2 separate regions of the Mus musculus genome follow, and region 2 is linked to region 1. Evidence: chromatin contacts called from public Hi-C data. All regions are on one chromosome and are shown on one strand. The core of a region is the stretch at or near the end of the contact, and the rest is flanking DNA. Distances in the headings are between cores, read along the strand shown.

Evidence for each region. A called contact is a pair of places that touch in the nucleus more often than the background predicts.
Region 2: a Hi-C map of 3T3-L1-derived adipocytes shows a contact between it and region 1, with 2.5 times the contacts expected there. The contact joins two enhancer-like sites. A contact is called at or near these places in 9 of 484 Hi-C or Micro-C datasets (3T3-L1-derived adipocytes, the G1E-ER4 cell line, the N1E-115 cell line and 1 more).

Annotation. Positions count from the first base shown.
Region 1 is chr2:45,365,416-45,370,986 of GRCm38.p6, reverse strand. No RefSeq gene overlaps it. Among named protein-coding and RNA genes, the nearest start is that of Gm13479, 22 kb to the left of the region's middle. Within about 2 kb of position 3,541, at least 12 of the 459 cell types and tissues checked have an H3K27ac peak or open chromatin away from gene starts, as enhancers often do. A contact at or near this core is called in 3T3-L1-derived adipocytes, where this site is marked.
Region 2 is chr2:45,511,606-45,517,176 of GRCm38.p6, reverse strand. No RefSeq gene overlaps it. Among named protein-coding and RNA genes, the nearest start is that of Gm30792, 24 kb to the left of the region's middle. Within about 2 kb of position 2,191, at least 41 of the 459 cell types and tissues checked have an H3K27ac peak or open chromatin away from gene starts, as enhancers often do. A contact at or near this core is called in 3T3-L1-derived adipocytes, where this site is marked.

The sequences.
Region 1 (5,571 bases), core at 2,292-4,791:
CCATTCGTTTAGTTCAGTACCTTAAAAAGTTAATTATTGCATTTTAAAAAATCATTTGTGTTTTAAAAAATAGATCTAGGCTTGGCAATTTAGGTCTTCTTATTTGTCTGTTGCTTTTATTAAAAGACTTTTGAGCTCAATACAAAGAGCTAAACTAGATAAAAATGAAAGAGGAACTATTTGTAACCTGGTTCTCTCTCTCTCTCTCTCTCTCTCTCTCTCTCTCTCAATTCTGAGGCAAACACCTAGTTAAACTGACCAATTCAGCAGGAGAAAGACAAAAAGAAGGAAATAAAGCCCACCGAATGAAGTGACAGCTTATCTCAGTATTTTATGATCCATCTCTACATCAATGTCATGCAGATATGGCTGAAATGTACTTTTGTTTGTTTCTCCCCCGCCCCCAATCTCATTAAAATATGGAGAGCACAAAGGGAGAGCCACAGAATAAAAATATTTTGGTAGTCCTCATTAAAAAAGAGTTTAAGTACTTTGGATTTTATTTTATTGCATGGTAATAAAATTCAGTCAGCAGAGATATGTCCAATCTGGAACTCCAAGGCGGAACCTAAGCAGAGTTAACTCTTAAGCAAAGAGATTTGACCCAGACTTAGTCAAAGGAAGCCTATTGCCCTAGAAAAACCATCTGTACTTCTTAAGCTACTACTTTCTTTTTAATGACCTCTGTCTTACTCTGAAGGTTTTTAGAAAGAAGTTGGGTGAGGGGGTGGGGGGAGAGTTTTGTCAGAATGCTAAACGATTAACAAACATTATCAGATAAACCTTAATAGGAGGTGCTTATCAATCAAGTTTTATTGTAAAAGATGAAAGAAAAAAGCAAACATAACACACACTCTGTAACTGGGAGAAGACATGAAAACAGGGCAAAAGACATCTATGGGAGACAGAGTATGTTGCTGCCAAGCGCCTGCCATGCCATTTTGTCTTGAGGCCTTTAACTAAGACTCGATGCTTTTTAGTCTTTTGGATTCTCTGATACCAAGAGTGCACATCTATTACATGGCAGCATTCCAAGCTTCTCTGTTGGGCAAAATTTAACCCACCTGTGCCCTTGCTTTTAGCGTGACATTTCCCTGCATGGCAAGCCTGACCCTGTACATGAGCAACCCCTAACTCCCAGTGAGCTTGCTCACCTTCAACCCCTTGGGAGTCATGAGTCCCCGCTGAAATTCATACCAAAGCTTTGCATTCACAGCCGTGGAGAACAGCAGCTCTCTCTGGCAATTGTTACAAATGATCCTAGAGCTCTCAGGAGACCAACTTGCTGAGGAAGGCTAATGGTCACCAGGCTTTGAATGCACCCCCCCCCCCCCCACTATCCTGCTTAGGTTCCAAGAATTCACAATGAACAAGAGTGTAGAAAGAAATTAGAATTGTAGACATGCCAAAGGTGTCCCTTGGAGCAGTGTGTATATTGTGTTGTCATGTAAAAGAGCCCTTGAAAGATAAAGAAGCCGAGTCCAATTATATTACTGGTTCCATGTTCATCTGAAGCGTCAGACTTCCAAAGATATCACAGTGCCTGCAATAATGAATTCACCTCTTACTTCCAAAAAGACATTGGGAAATTAATTCCCAGTGCTAAGACAAATTTGGCAGGAGAACAGACACATTGCAATTTTCCAAGTTACCTGGCAATCGTTTCGAAATGTTATCTTGTGTAAAATGGCACTCTTGTGTCTTCCCCCACAGACATAGGCTGTTTGATTTCTGGTCTTTATTTTTTACTAAGTTAGAGAAGGCATATCCATTTTGATGCTGTCATAAAAGCATACCAGTTATCTGTCAGAAACATTTATATAGATGTATAAATATAATTTCACATAACAATACTAATTTTAATTATGAGTAAGTAAAATGCAATTAAAATTAAACCTTAGAAATAAATACATTAGAGATAAAGCTTGTTGTTATTGTACGATTATTATTGTATCTTATAATGGAAAATAGCTACAAAATAATTTAATCACAAACAGGACTACAATGAACTAATGTACTTTAAAACACAAATTTCTAGATTTATATATCAGAACCTAGGAGTGGCCACTTAAACCACATCAAAATTTAAGTCTTTGTCAGGGTACTTACTGAGCATGTGCAAGCACTGTGTTAAAACTGTAACTCTAGCAGCACAGGAAGCTAATAACCTAAATCTGTGATTTGAAGACATTGACAAATGAGAAGATGCACAAAATGTCCAGAGTTTGAAATGCTGAGTATGATCACGAGGAGCTCTCTGCCATCCACCCTTGTTCTCTTTATTACTGTGAAGAACCAGAATGCACAGATTCACAAGGGTCTCTTCTTTATCCTGGGCTCTCTTTGGACTCTATCAATCTACAGTCCCAAGAAGGGATATTTAAATCAATATTTCAGCAGGAGAGAGGAGAGACTGGGGAGGGAGAGAGAAAGGAAGGAGAGGGGGAGCAAGAGAGGGAAGGAGAGGTAGAGAGGGGGACAGAAAGGGAGAGGGAGGGGAAAAGGGAAGAGAGAGAGATGAGCCAGCCACAGCTGGCTACTCTTTCTTTTGGCAAAACTCAGCAGTGGCCATTACCCTTCTGTTTATGGCAACACAAACTATTTTATTTGAAAAGTCAGTCATTTCTATGATAGCAGTGGACATGTTTTCATCAACAGAGCAGTTCAGGAGGAAAAATTATATTATTAGCTAATTTTCATTTTATGAATTAGAATTTTTTTCTCTGCACAGACAGAAATTTCAAACCCCTCCAGAAATGGAAGTGTGCCCATGGATTGATGACTAAGATCGAGTTTCCAGTGTGCTAAGAACCTGCTCCAGTGAAAACATATTTTTAATTTGCTTTGAGGGTTATTTATTTTTTATTATTATGCTAAGGGTTTATAATTTAATGTCAAACATAATTTTGCACAAGTTCTGCGAGTGTACTCTGATGCGGTAGACAAGCCCGTGTGCCTGGCTGGCATGGTCTCAGACAACGTTTTGAGAAAATGGATCACCATTTGGCAGCTTGCCTGTCCATAAACTGCTCGGTAGAACAGAGAAAGGAAAAAGTTGCAAGGAATTCTCATGTCTTGCAGAAGGAAAGAAAGGAAAAGAGAAAATCCCAAGTAATACTAGGAAAAGGAAAGATAATTATACTCGTGGCTTTCTACTAGACTCAAGATAAACTGGCAAACCTAATTAAGAAATTAAAAGATTTCCAATTAGAAATTACAAAGTCATATTTATTATAAGTCATCAGCTAACTAAATGAAACAGTGTTTTAAACAGGAATATTTGTTTAAAATATGTATTAGTCACCAGTGTGTCTCCAAGCTTTAGGACTGGTTTGGTAAACATCCAGAAGCGTCTAGAGTGGGCCAAATGTTCTACAGTGAAGGAGAGATGAAAATGAAAACCGACTGTGGCTACTCTCTAGAACCTCTGCCTGACGGACCACCCGGCCAGTCCAGTGCAGTAAATGCATTGGTGCAGTTATACATGGGGTACTTTGGAGCACACAGAAGCTGCATCTAGCCAGGACTTGTGCAAGAGGTGAAATGTCAAATATGTCTCCAAATCTTATTGGGCAAGACATGTCTGTGCAGCAGACTTAGTGGTCCAAATAGAAAGTCAGAGAACCAAAAGGTTGGCTGGGCCAAATAAATGGTTGCTTGTATTTACCCATTCTCAAGCATAAATAACAGTAAGTATAGAGTTTGTTTGTCCTCAAGTCAATTTCACATGCTTTAGCTAACGTAGCTCTTCACCGCAGCCCTTGCAGTTGAAGCATGAGGTGTTTGACTGATGTCACTAACAAAATAAGAGCGAAGTGCATAATGAGAATCACATGAAACGTAATTATAGACTTTGCACCAATGCAAAATCAACAATGTTATCAATGTAACACAATCAATAAAAAACCAAATGTGTTTGTTGACTCCATATTCTCAATCAAAGTATGGGAGAAAATATGTCCTAGTTATTCCTATGTTATATGTCTGAAATAATACCCAAATAGCAAATAACCCTATCAGTGAGTAGGCAAACTAGCTAAAGAAATACTTCTCAATAGATACAAGAAAAAACATCCAACTCTTCAGCTATTAGGGAACTACAGTTCAAAAGAATAAAAGAAAGCAAAACTAAAAGCAAACAATTGAGTTGAGAGACAGGAGCCAGAAAATCTTGAATTTTAGGCCAGCCTAGGCTACATGATGAGTTAAGGGCCAGTCCTAATCTGCATAGTAAATGTCAAGGGTAGCCTAGGTTAAAGAATGAATTCAAGGCTGACTGGCCTTTTTATCAACATACCAATAAAAAATAACAAATTACAAAAATTTAAAAAAAATAAACTGTTGCACTAAGATGTCAAACATGCACCTTCATCCCTGTCACAATGGCTACCATCAAAAACAAACAAAAAAAAACAAAACAAAACAAACAAAAACAAAAAACAAAGTAACGAATCTAGTAAGGATGTATCACAAGTTTAATAGGTGCTGGGAGCTGTCTACAAGGACCCTACTCTGGTATGCACAAATAATTGGATGCCCTCCCCCCCACAGAAAAAGACAGAAGACCAAACATCAAAGAAAATTAGTGTAATAACTTCATCTGTTTGGGGTGGGAGAGATCTATAGATTTGTTGTCCTTTAAATGGATGCTGGCTTGGATTTTTTATAGCGACTGTGGACTTTCCCATTTCCAAGAGTGCCCTGTTTAGATATTGACCCCCAAGCCTTTGCACCGTTTCTCCCTGCAATGTCTTCTGGGAACTGGAGCTGCTATTTCAAGAAGCCTGCTTTCTCTTTCTTCCTCTACCTACGTCCTTGCTAATTCTTCTCCAAAAGAAATTTAAAAAACAAAACAAAGCTGTTGATGAGAATGCAAATTAGTCTATTTACCACAGAAATAAGTACCTTGACAAACTAAAAATAGAAGATCTTGGTTCGTTAGGTCAACAACACAAACTAGAATCAACTGGGAAGAGAGAGCCTCACTCACTTGAGGAAGTCCCTCCATCAGACTGACTTGAGGAATAGTCTGTGGGGCGTTTGCTTGGTTGATAACTGATGGAGGGTGGGCCACTGTGGGTGGTGCCACTCCTTGGCAGGTAATTCTGGGTATACAAGCAAGCTGGGCAAGCTAATACGGTTCAAGCCAGTAAGCAGCACTTCTCCGTGACTTCCGCTTCAGTTCTGCCCCCACACTCCTACCTTGAATGGAAACTTCTGCTTCCCTCAGTAATGGACTACAAGCCGTAAGATGAAGCGGCTTTGGTCCCTGTTTTATCACAATGATGAAAAGTAAGTTGGGACATTAAATACAGCATGCTGCAGTTATTTTATCCCTTGTCATATACTTGAAATAATGCAAAACATCATGCAGTAGAATACCAGCATACTTATGTTTAACAAAGCACTACTCAAAATAGGCAAGTTCTAGAATTAGGTGAAAGGATAAAAAACATGTGATGCATGTACAATAAGTATTACTTGGTCATAAAAGGGAATAAGATCACGTTACTTAGAGTGAAATAAATGGCATTAGACATGATGTTAAGTGAAATAAACCATATAGATACA
Region 2 (5,571 bases), core at 942-3,441, 150 kb before region 1:
CTTTCCTGCTACCACTACCTTGTTTGCTTCACAATTGTGTAAGGAAACACAATGCAAAGCAACTTAGAGTCAAACAATTCTAGCCTCACCACCATAGGTTCTTTCCTTTAGCATGCACGGGGACGGGGGGCACAATATTGTGCACAATATCTTCTTGCCACCTTTATTTCCTAGTCTATAAAATAGGAATCAAAATAATCATGATTCAATGGAAATACAATGAGATAGCACATGCAAATTCAGATTGAAAAAAATAACACAGCTTCTCCAACATGAGTTTCCAGTTAGTTGAGTGGATACAAACATTATCTTCTCAAAGTTGATCACAATGTAGGAGAGACAGTTCAGCAACAACCATGGGCCATTTCTATTTCCCCAAAGTGCACAGTGTTTAAAGACTTGACATTATGAAAGTATATTGTCTTCATTAATTTATGTTAATTTTTAATGTTGGTATGACTCTATTGCATAATATATACAGAAGCCTCTGTGTATGGTGGTATGCATATATACATGAACACATGCACTAAAAACACATAGATATTGCAGGGTGAAAGAGTTTTGACCTCCAAGAAAGCAGATTTTCATTAAAGTCTTAATCTAGGACATAATACCAAGCATTAATTGTAACAGTGGCTACTTTTAGTTTAATAAGAAAAGAAAAAAATTGCTTAAAAATGAATTGTATATTGAAATTAGCAAAAAAATCCCATTCTATATATATTTATTATAGTGTCTGAAATTAAACTTTCTAATTTTATAGTTACACACACTGGAATGGTATGTGCAATGTACACTTATTTTCCTTTGTATCTGTAAATCATGTTTTTGCTTTGACATCTATCAATTTCCTGTCAAAGCTAAGAGCTTATTTCCTGTGGGAACAGATCCTTATGGGTCTAACATCAGATACCTAGATGGGTAAGTTGTATGTTTGATGCATGGTGACATTAATGTAATATTATGATGGATATCTATTAGCAGGTACATCACCCGAACACACACTCTCTGAACATCTTTGACAGAGGCTGCCCTTTCCCTGTCTGTCAATCCACACTAGAATCATAAGAATGAGCAAATGTGACAGAAAAGGGCTATACCAATTATAGATGAAAGGATAGCATCTACTCCCACCATTTGATGTGATTTATTTGTTGGTCCTTCTGCATTTGGAGGCAGCACACTGCAGCTGTTTATGAAGTGACAAATGGTACCCAATGACAGTGAATGACTTCTCTAATCAATTTAACATGTCTAAATAGTGATCATGAATTGTGGGATTTGTTGAGTGTCTGTGAGTACAGAAATTACTGAATAGTTTTCATTAAAACATATATTTCAAATATACACCTGGAATAGTAACATCAAAGATAACAGAAATAAGAATTTTTAATATAAGGATTAAGTTTTCAGGTGTGTTTTAAGTCCAGTATTTTAAACTTTTCCTTTTTTTTTTTTAAAAAAAAAGAGGTGTTAGTTTTTTAATAAGAGAAGTTTATGGGTTTTTTTTTCTTTTTTAGCTTTATTTGATAGAGGAAGGTCATAATTATCTTGGGTGGGAATATAGTGAAATTGTATAAAGTTTTGGTGGTTTATTTTTCCAAATATCAACTTAAGTTTAAGTTATTATCTAACCCCTTTTAATAAAACTCTTTTGTTATAAATGAATTTATCAATGAATCCACTGTGTACCTTTTATATTTTCTTGAAAACTATGTACTACGAGAGGGGTGGATTGCACTATCAGAGTTATTTCCCTGAACACTATGCATAATTGTTTGAACTTACACATAATTCAGACAAGTTTTTTTTCCCTCTTATAGATAACTAGTATAACAGAGGAAGTCACAAGCTGGGATAACTTTACACAAGAGTATTCACGTATTAATTTCAATTTGTTAGGAGTAGGTAGTCTTTTACATACTCAATACAAAGCACTACTGCTATAAGCCAAGAATGATTTTCCCCTATCTCTGTATTATTCAAATTTATTAAACAATATTTCATGTTTGTTTGACACAATGTCAAACTTGGGCTCCTAAAGAACTGCGGCAGCTTTGGGGCTGTTATGTTTTCTTGGACTTTAATCATTTTTGGCAAGGCTCCACTTCCTGTCAGAAAGTGAAACAGCTTTGGAATGTCATTTTCCCGAAAGAAAACAGAGAGAATCTGAGAGGAAGTTCTCCTCCACTCCAGATCCCCTAAGATACTCAAACACACTCACAGGAGGGCTGGAATACATCAAACATTAGCAGAGGGAAAAGGACACAATTTTCCCACATTAAAATACATGGATAAAGTTGAACTTCTGCTAAAAATAGTTCCCATGACTAATCCTATTAAGTTTAAAAAATTGGGCAGTATCCTCCTTGAAGTGGAATGACTCTCTACCATCACACTCTGCTGAGCCCACCACTCACCCTGAAGCTAGCAGCCCTTCAATATTAGGCCCTCATCTTTCTGTTTACAATGACATCAGACTTAAAGAGGACAGAGTAAGAATGAGAGAGAGAGAGAGAGAGAGAGAGAGAGAGAGAGAGAGAGAGAGAGAGACTTTATTCAACTCTAAGCTATCAAAGGACACCAAATATAAGATATGAGGATCAAAATTATCTCAGTATGCCAAAAATTCTAAAGTGCAATATACATCCTGTACAAATCTACAACATTTTCCCACCCAGTCTTAGACTCCCTGTGTGTCCCCAGGGAGCGATAACACTGCAGAAAGCAAACAAAGATTACTCCTAGCTGTGCCACTTCAAGATGAGAAATGTTGGATGTGACTTGAAGTAGAAAGATATAAACATCTCTCCTCTTTTGGAATTGCAAGCCCCTGGTTTTTGCATGTGAAAGTAGCAAACGAAGAGAGAAAAGGAAGGACTGAAGAAAAAATCACTAAAAAAGGCTGAGCAAGTTGAAAGGTTCTAACCCAAGTTGAGTGCTGTTGTATTCTAGTGAGGGGAAGCCAACACATACCCACCACTTCTGAATTAACAATGATAATCGATACTTTTCTAATCTTTCAGAAAGGGCAGTGACAGGAATATAAAGGAGCTGCAGAGAGTGTCATTCCATACTATGATATTGACATATGTTAGCTAAGTGATTAACAATAGAGAGGTTCAGCTATAGTGAAACCTGAACCCAGCTGATGCCATTAACACATACATCTGATGAACTCTACAGACCACATTAAACAGAGAGAGCACAACGACTATAGGAGAATGGCTTTTAATGAAATCATGTCTAAAAACGGAGGCTGATAAATGTCATCAAGGAGTTCTTTGTGGAACCGGGAGACAGTGACAATCATGCAGACAGTAATTTGAAGAGAAGAACAGGTAACACAGTCCCAAGTACACTGAGATGCCTTAGAGCTTATACACTTTTAAAGCAAAGTGGGTCATCTTTAAATACTGTATTATGATACTAAATAAACAAACAAACAAACAAACAAACCAGTTGATTTAGAGTTTTCCACATTGGCACTGAAGTATGCAATCCTATAAATTCACTATCATAAAACAAATAGTTTTTATTCACTAAATAGTACATATTTGAACCAATCCATAATTTACAAAAGTAGGTCATTAAGTGTTGGATGTATTGCATATATGTGATGCACTTCCTATGACTGTAACCTAGAACTCCATCCATAAGGGCCACTGAACAAAGGGTGTGCTCATCTATAAGCTAAGCACGTTTTTCAGTTTGCCTTATTTGGAGGACAAGTTCCAGCTTCACGGTCACCACACAAGTGAGACCAAATGTTATGACGTTTACGGATGGAAAGAAACTCTCCCAAGTTACAGACACAGGGAGACACAGAACTGAGGATGTGGGAGTCACTTCTAAACTGCCTGCATCGATCTCCAGCTCTGCTACTTCATAATTAACACAGGTACCCTCTTAATCTTTGTCATTTGGGGATTTGTCAAGTCAGGCCCTAAAGAAGAATGTGAGGAGTTAAGATAGAACAGGAATGAGTGAAAAATAGAGGAGAATGTATTTAATTCTTTTAAGCATTGATTTTGAAATTCCCACAGTGCTGAACTGTGGTCAGTGTGTTAGTTAGCTGGTTTGGCCACTGCCTTCTATGGAGATCTGGGCTTCATCCTTAGCCTGAACCATCTCACAGTGAATCTGAATCATCATCCCTTGAGACCAACAAGATCCAGAAGTCTCTATCTAAATTTGAGCTCTCACAAAGTTGTTTTTTTTTTAACAAAGCCTGTGTGTCACTAAGCAGATAATTAAATTAAACCCCCAGTCTATAAAGCAGGAAGGCTTCATACCTAACAGGCTACAATTTTGAACTCCATTTATAAAAAAGTCTTGGGACAAAGTGACATAGGTAAGAAAGCTTTTGATTTCTACTTTTAAAGAATCACAATACATTTGTTATTATCATTTTGTGACACTGTATACAAGCAGGATCCTGGCCTATATGTATCAAAATTCTCTTGCGTTCTTATAAAACCATAAACCCATCTCTCTAGACAAGATGCCATTTTGGGTCTATGTTCTAATTCTAGCTGGACACAGACTGATAGTGTTCTTACGCTCTCTTCCACTGCTCCTGCTTCTTTCAAACAAAGTAAGGATAGTAAAGTCAACAAACTGTTGTAAGGACCAAACAAAATTCACCTTGCACCTTAGCCAATTGCCCATCACCTGAGAAATTCAGCAAATAGTAGCTATAATTTAGTGTGGTGTGTATATTCATAGAAGTTATGAAATCTCTAACTTCCATATTGGTAGCAACTAATTCCTTTTTTCTTGAATCTCAATGCCTTCAGCTAGGCTCTTTTCAAATTCTAGCACAGCTGTCTTACTTAGGCCTTCATTAATTCCTGTGCATCAGTAAGACCCTAAGTGTCCATAGGAATCAGTATACCTCAGTATGAGACTAATTCTTTGGTCATTGGTTATTAGCTTTGATGCCCCTAAACCCATGCTTTGTTAGCTGGAAGAACTTTTCCAAAACATGAACAAGTCTGACTTTATTGCCTTCTGGGTCCAACTGTGCAGGATCGAAACTGAACACTGAGTCTTCACGGATGCCCTTGTGTTGGCTTTTCTAGAAGCATATCCAGGCTTCACCCAGCCTCCTGAGGAATGCCTGTGGAGAAAGTCCCCAAAGATCAACTCTCACAAACAGCTTGTACAGCTCTAATGACTGGACATATAAAATTCATCATACATTAAATTTTATGTTGCCTCATTAGTCTTAATTAGGTGGATACACTGCACCAGAATTATGGTTTCTCTGTGTTTGTATTCGTGCCTAAAAGTGAGTCTGTTCCCTCATTCAGATAATATTTCAATGTATTTTTTAAATTTTTGAGTAGAAATGTCAAGCAATGGTATAATATTGACAGCATTCTTGGTTCTAGAGAAGTAATCCAAGCTGAAGACAAATTAAATTATCAAATTCCATAGGTGTGTCATATCACACATGCACCATATAAAAGATGCCCTTCAGTCTTTCTTCTTTACTACACTAAGGAATAAATATTAACACTATAACCGTTTTTTCATTAAGACTGGTATTGGCCTATTACTTCATTG